Linked DNA regions of Zea mays: region 2 is linked to region 1. A link is a contact called in public Hi-C data. All regions are on one chromosome and are shown on one strand. The core of a region is the stretch at or near the end of the contact, and the rest is flanking DNA. Distances in the headings are between cores, read along the strand shown.

Region 1 (3,562 bases), core at 102-2,601:
CTCTGAAATCATGGTGAAACAATGTTGTTTAATGTGTAGGCAATTTCAATACAAAGTTAACGCAATTTGAATTGATCAAATCAAAGTTATAATGAGAAAGTTATGGGCTAAAGAAGTTTAGGGTATTTTTAATGTGATCTACATATCTAAATCAATCACTAGGGACTCTTTTGAAAAATCGAAGGACCTGTTTGCAATTCCAAAAGTAAATTTCGTGGGTGCTAATGTAAAAGTAGGATGACAGGTTGATTTGCAAGAAGTCCATGTGGTCTTTACGAAAAACATTCATCAGCGAAGGGGGTATGGACGCGGCTCAGTCATCTGATCCACCATGCACGGTCCTGATTAGGTCCCACTAACATCAAAACAATACACACCCTAGGTCCTTAGATCAGATTTGAACGGCGGAGATTTTAAATACCAGAGATCCTCCCAAAGCCGCCCGATTACGATCGTTCGGTCACAAATCAAGCTCCCATCCGATCTAATCTACTCCGCATAAAACGCAATCAACTACCCAGTGCCCATCGTCTCCACCTCGACCATGCCGGTCATCGCCCATCATTTATCACGGCGGCGCCATTGTTGAGGCAAGGCGATCCCTCATCCAGCGCCCGAACTCCACCAAAACCTAGCTACGCGACGCGATGATCAAAGAGATCTAGGCTGAGGTGCCTTACCAGAGTTCAAGGTGTGGAAGTTGCTGTCCACACCACTCTGCGGCACTACGGTGGTGGTCACGACCTGGCGAGGGAGTTCTCGGCTCTCCTGTTCCTCCAACCGCCCCTAATGTTTGCGATGCTGCGGAGATGATCCCCATCCACCACTAGAGTTCTAGGGTGCGTTTGGTTGCAATGACATGACAGGACGGGATGAGACAATGTTTAAGATTAAGGGTTGGGACATGACTATCCTAATGTTGTCCTCAGTTGTCTCTCAAAGTTGGAGGGATGATAGAAGATGCTAGGGAACGTTCCTTTCCTAACTGTACCGCAACCAAACACACTCCTAGATGATCATGCGTCCGAGGATACTGGCGGCGACCAGATCTCTCTGTCTCCCTACTGCGATAGCTTTCTTCGGTACATATGCATATAGGGGAAGGATGCGGCTCCATCTTATACCCGAGAGGCAAAGCCTGACCAGTTGGATCCGAGAGGATTTCGGTTGAGTTTGTTACACATGCTTTGATCACATCTCAACAAACTCCGCTTCGGTTGCAACCAAATCAGCCAATAATTCCGAAGAAGGCAATCCTGGCAATCCGACGTGGAGACGAGGGCATGCGTTGGAGACAATGACTTAGCAGCCCCACCTGGCAGTGGCCAAGCGCATACTCTAGGAGGGAGTTGGGCTGCGGAGATGGCCTGGTGGAAGCGGTGCGGGTGCTTGGGCTGCACGAAGTTGGGCCGCGGGATGCAGTGGAGATCGCTAGCGGTGAACAGTTTGTCCCAAGAAGCCGATTTCCCTTTTTCTTTTCCTTTTTCTTATTCTATACTCCAATTTCTACATTGTCTCCTAATTTTAATTTTTTTTCAAACTTGAATTTTGAATCTAGATTTCAAATGAACACTCCAAGAGCATGAATTATATGTATATATTAGTTTATCTTATTTTAAGCAAATGCTTCAATATGCCACTCATACATTGTTTATTCCAAAGGAATCATGATTTTGAATGCATAATCCAATTATAAGGGTTTATTAAAATTTCATTGATTAATGCTTATTTAGTTTAGGAAAAGGTTTTTATTTAATCTCTTATCAAGAATTACTTTAATCCACATATATTTTTAGTATTTCCAATTCTATGGTTTATGAGAGGAATGTTTCATTTTAGTAGGTAGCTGAAAGGGCTTTTCTTTCACCATGTTTTCTTTTCTGTTTTTTATTTTCAATTATATTTTCAAAGTTTAACTCTAACTTTTGAACTACCAAAATTTTAAATGTTACTATTTATTCACTTTAGGGAAATAAATATTTTGTAAAGAAAGGAATTCATTATCAGAAGACATTTTATCTTAAATCTTTTTGGAGAATTATTTAAATCACCAAAATGTGATTTTGGGTGTTACACCCATCATCAAACATGACCTGATGGCGGTCATGCACACTCTTCATGTGTAGAGGTTTCAAAATTTTGACATTTTAAATGAGGCTAATATCATCTTGCTGCCAAAAAAGGAAGGAGTAGAAAAAATCGAGGACTTCATACCAATTAGCCTAATTCATAGTGTCGCGAAGCTGTTTATGAAGCTTCTTTTGCTTAGGCTGGCACTGATGATGGAGAAGATTATTTCTAAGTGTCAAAGCGCCTTCATCAAGGGTAGAAGTATCCATGATAACTTCTTGTACATTCGTGGCATGTCAAGGAAATTCCATCAAAATAGATCTCCAATATTGCTCATCAAGCTTGATATCTCCAAAGCTTTCGACTCTGTCAGATCAGACTACCTTTTAACCCTTCTCACTCAGTTTGGTTTCCCATCCCGGTGGAGAAACTAGATCAGTTCAATGCTAGCTACATCCTCATCCCAGGTGCTTCTCAATGGGATCTCAGGGCAATTGTTCTACCATGGCAGGGGCTGAGGTAGGGCGACCCGCTATCGCCCCTGCCTTTTGTCCTAGCAATGGAGCCTCTGCATAAAATGCTCAACCTAGCAACTCAAGTTGGATTTCTGTCACCAATCTCCAGTAGCGGATCGCAACGTCGCGCTCAATGTACATAGATGACATTGTCATTTTCATCAAACCAATCAAAGGCAAGTTAGACTCCCTGACATTCATTTCACAGGGATTTGGACATGCATCCGTTTTACAAACAAATTTGCCAAAATGGTCCTTTGTTACAATAAGATGTGATCATATGAAACTCAATGAAACCATGTAGAGCCCATGGCTAGAGCTTTTTCCCCAGCCAGATACCTCAACATCCCACTGACAGTTTCTCGATTGAGAAAGATTGATTTCCAGTATCTGTTGGACAAGGTGCAAAACAGGATGGCAGCTAGAAAGGGCACAACATCACCCACGCTAGAAGACTTATCCTTACAAAGGCGGTGCTTTTCTCTCAGCTGACGCACACACTTTCCGTCCTCAACGCCCCTAAGTGTGTGCTACAATACCTTGATAAGATCAGGAAGAGGTTCCTTTGGGCAGGAGGAGAAAACCTAATGGAGGGAAATGCGAAGTCAACTGGCCAATGGTGACACGTCCAATAAACCTCGATAGCCTAGGAATGCTTGATTCAGAAAGATTTGCTAGAGCGTTGTGATTACGTTGGTTGTGGCTAGAATGGGCTAAACCAGACGCTCCGTGGGATGGGCTTAAACCTCCCCTATACCAAGACTGACCGACTTCTCTTTGCGACAACAACAAGAATAATGATCAATGATGGAGCAAAAACTTCTTTTGGGCATAATACCTGGGCACATGGCCGACGTCGAAGAGACATAGCACCCAAAGTATTTGTGGCATCGGGCAAACACAATTTGAAAATCAAGGAAGCAATAGCTCATCATGGATGGGTGAGAGTATCAACCTGTAGGCCATCTCGTCAATCG
Region 2 (3,286 bases), core at 465-2,964, 450 kb after region 1:
ATTCGGCACCAAAATAGCGTGCTGAAGAAACAATATCGACTTCGATATCCAAACGAGATTTGATCTGGTTTAAAATCAGATGAACATATTCCTGATATCTGAACATCTTTGATTTCTTTGCCGAGAGCAACATACTGGAAAAATAAGTCCGATTATTACTCTTGCGCTCGCTCTTCCGGATAATGCACGCGGTCAAAGCTATAAAATCATGCGCTTTCCAAATTGTATTTACTTAACCGAGAAATTTTAATCGAACACCAGACTCACCGATTTTCGGAACAACTATGTTCCGAACATTACGAAAATTTAGGAGGAGCTCGAATAGATAAAAATAAAAACGATGTCGAACTCGCGACAGACGAAACAGATTAAGATAGAGAGACTGTTATTCTTATTCCGTCTAATTTTTACGATCCTTACTAGTGATCGATCATTTGATGTGACGCCAACGATCACATGCTAAGAGGAACGATTCACTTGATCAGCTGGCGCATCGTTCTGTTCGGACAGCGCGGGCTCCAAATTGTTCATAAAATCAGAAGTCTTCTGATTTTCGTATTCACTTACGCGCGTGATTCGAACAGTTCAAAATTCGCCAGCAACGAAGATTTAATAATCCAAAAGCTTCATGAACCCTTTTTAGCTGTTTAGATTATCGAAATGAAAATGACACCAAACTCGATAGATTTTAATTAGGCACCAGACTCGCAAATTTTTGGAACAATTGTGTTCTGCATTTCGCGAAGACTTAGGAAGAGTCTAAATAGACAGAAACAGATGTGATATTAAAATCACGATAGGCGAAGATGATTAAAATTTAGCATCCGTTTTATCCACCAATATTACGTGCTTAAATCAATACTCGTTGTCGAGCGGAATATAAACACCAGGGGTGTTACATTGGAGCCTATTAGAGGTACCTCCAGGGGTTGTGCATGCCCCTAACCTCTATTTTAACAGCAGCCACCGCCACATTAGGGTTTGGATTTTTCTTAGATCATATCTATCATCGAACAGTATCGTTGTTCATCGGTTTGTGAGACCCCACCTCGTAATCAATGCAGTTTTGATTGCATTCTTCCTGTTCCTGCTTGTGTTCTTGATAGCGCTTGCAGGGATAAACCTTCGTGGAGATGTCACTTTGTGTCACGAGTGATAACCAATGAGCATTGGTGTAGTGATTGTGAGGATCCATTCGCTCGGAGCCTTGGGTCATCAACGTCAAGATCTCCATCAATCAAGTTATCATACCTCAAGAAAGATCAAGCCTCCCCTCTATCAACGGCCATGATCCCTACACCTCGATAAATCATCTATCCACTTCGTGGACTCCAACTGTTGGCAGCAGCGGGTGACGATGTCGGCGGCCATGTCTCTTGCCGCTAACCTATACACTCACGGTTGCCGGTGTGTCTCTCGGCGAGGCTCTCTTATATCCTTGAGGAATGCGGGGTGATCCCATTTATATGCCCGAGGCCAAGAAATGAACTCCTAACAACAATCCCAAATCTATCGACATGCATCTACTGGTGATTTGACGTGTGATCCGCACGCTTATAACGGCCAACGCTAGGAGAGCTGACACTCCGGTCCCAAGTGACAGCGGTAGTGAGACTGACCAGGCTACACGTTTACGCGGGCGCGAGACATGGGCCAACCGGCCAAGCACACAGTCAAGGGGAGTTGCAGGCTCATGGCTGAGTGGCTGACCTGGTGGCCCATGCATCGGTGAGAGGGAAGCAGAGACGTAGGGTGAAGCGGGCTGCATGGTAGTGGACTGGTAGGGTGGGCCGGAGAGGTAGATTCGGCCCAAGCAAGTCTGGTTCCTTCCCCTTTTCTTTTATCAATTCTATTTTCTTCTATTTCATTTCTTTATTCAAATTCAAATCCAAAACCAGTTTTGGGTTTCCCCATTCATATCTTAAATGCACAAGTGATAAAACTTCCAGCATATATGCAAAGTCTAGTTTTATTTTATATATATTTACATCAATTTGTTTTATCTAAATGCCTCGAATATGCAATATACTCAATATTCATTTTTAAGAAAATATTATTTGGGATAGGTGGTCAAATTAAAAGTTAACAAAAATGAATATTCATTACTCACATTTTTTGGAGAAAGTAATATATAATCTTTGCCAAGAGTTATCCAAATATTTTTAAAGAGTTCTTTATAGTTTAGAAGGGAAATAATAAATGGATTCAAGGTCTTTCTTTTATTTTTTGTCCCAACCTTCTGTTTTAAGTTTTTGTATCTTAGTTTTGAATGTCAAATTCTTACTATTTTTATTCATTTAATTTAGAGAAATATAGTTTATAAGGGAATGAAATTATTATTATTATTAGTCATTTTATCTCAAATCTTTTGGAGAAAACTTATTTAGAATTTGTAAAATCCCAAAATAGGATTTCAGGTGTTACAATTTCTACCCCCTTAAAAATAATCTCGTTCTCGAGATTAGTAAGAAAGGGTTGCAGAAGTTTTGCTTGCAGTTTAGCTTTTAGTTTCTAATTAGTTCAAAAATTGAAAGGTCTTTTTTTAGTCTTTTAATACTAATTAGGTGATTAGAAAAGCATGAGCATCTCTTATGTCTAGCCACCTAGTAGGTAAGATGAGAGATGGTTAAAGCAAGTAAAGGTCGTGGTAAGAAAGATTAGGGTAAGAAGAGCTTTAAACTGGACGATGGATCTTGACTCATTTGGAGATCTAGCTTGGCTCCTATCCTTCGTGGACTTGATGAGGTCGATCATCTTCTGTCTTCGATCTTGGAGTCGTCATTCGAGTTAGGGACATATAGTTATGATAGATTGTAGGTAAGAACAGATAGTCAATAGGCAGGTGGCATAGTTTGAGTGTGCTTATGACAAAATCTGGTTTGCTTGCTTGTATATGGCCGAGTTGGTCTAGGGCACTATTTTAGGTTTAGGTGAACTAGGTGGGAAAAGAGTTTCTAAGTGTAGCGTTTAATCTATCAACTAATCTGGGTTAGTTTGCTCTATCCTTTAGACAAGTGTAAGAAATATGAGCCGATTAGACTTGGTTTTATTAGGCTAGAATAGATTAACCCCATTAGATTAAATTGGACTAGATCAAGTTAATCATTTTAGGTCACAATAGATTAGATGAGATCTAGATTAGATTGGATATGACTAGATTTGACTAGTTTAGTTTAGATGTATCTATTAGGATAAGATAGAATATTTTAAGGTGAGATGAATCTATTAAGCTAGATATATATTTTAATAGACAATAATCTATGTTGTCTAGTTACCTTATAATTTT

The links. Hi-C and Micro-C count contacts between places; a contact is called where the count stands out from the background.
Region 2: a contact with region 1 is called in a Hi-C map of ear, with 2.7 times the contacts expected there. The contact joins two enhancer-like sites. A contact is called at or near these places in 2 of 25 Hi-C or Micro-C datasets (ear and tassel).

Annotation. Positions count from the first base shown.
Region 1 is chr10:24,320,955-24,324,516 of Zm-B73-REFERENCE-NAM-5.0, forward strand. No RefSeq gene overlaps it. Among protein-coding and RNA genes, the nearest start is that of LOC109943042, 5.5 kb to the left of the region's middle. Within about 2 kb of position 1,352, at least 15 of the 20 cell types and tissues checked have an H3K27ac peak or open chromatin away from gene starts, as enhancers often do. A contact at or near this core is called in ear and tassel, where this site is marked.
Region 2 is chr10:24,768,682-24,771,967 of Zm-B73-REFERENCE-NAM-5.0, forward strand. No RefSeq gene overlaps it. Among protein-coding and RNA genes, the nearest start is that of LOC103640953, 5.0 kb to the right of the region's middle. Within about 2 kb of position 1,715, at least 16 of the 20 cell types and tissues checked have an H3K27ac peak or open chromatin away from gene starts, as enhancers often do. A contact at or near this core is called in ear and tassel, where this site is marked.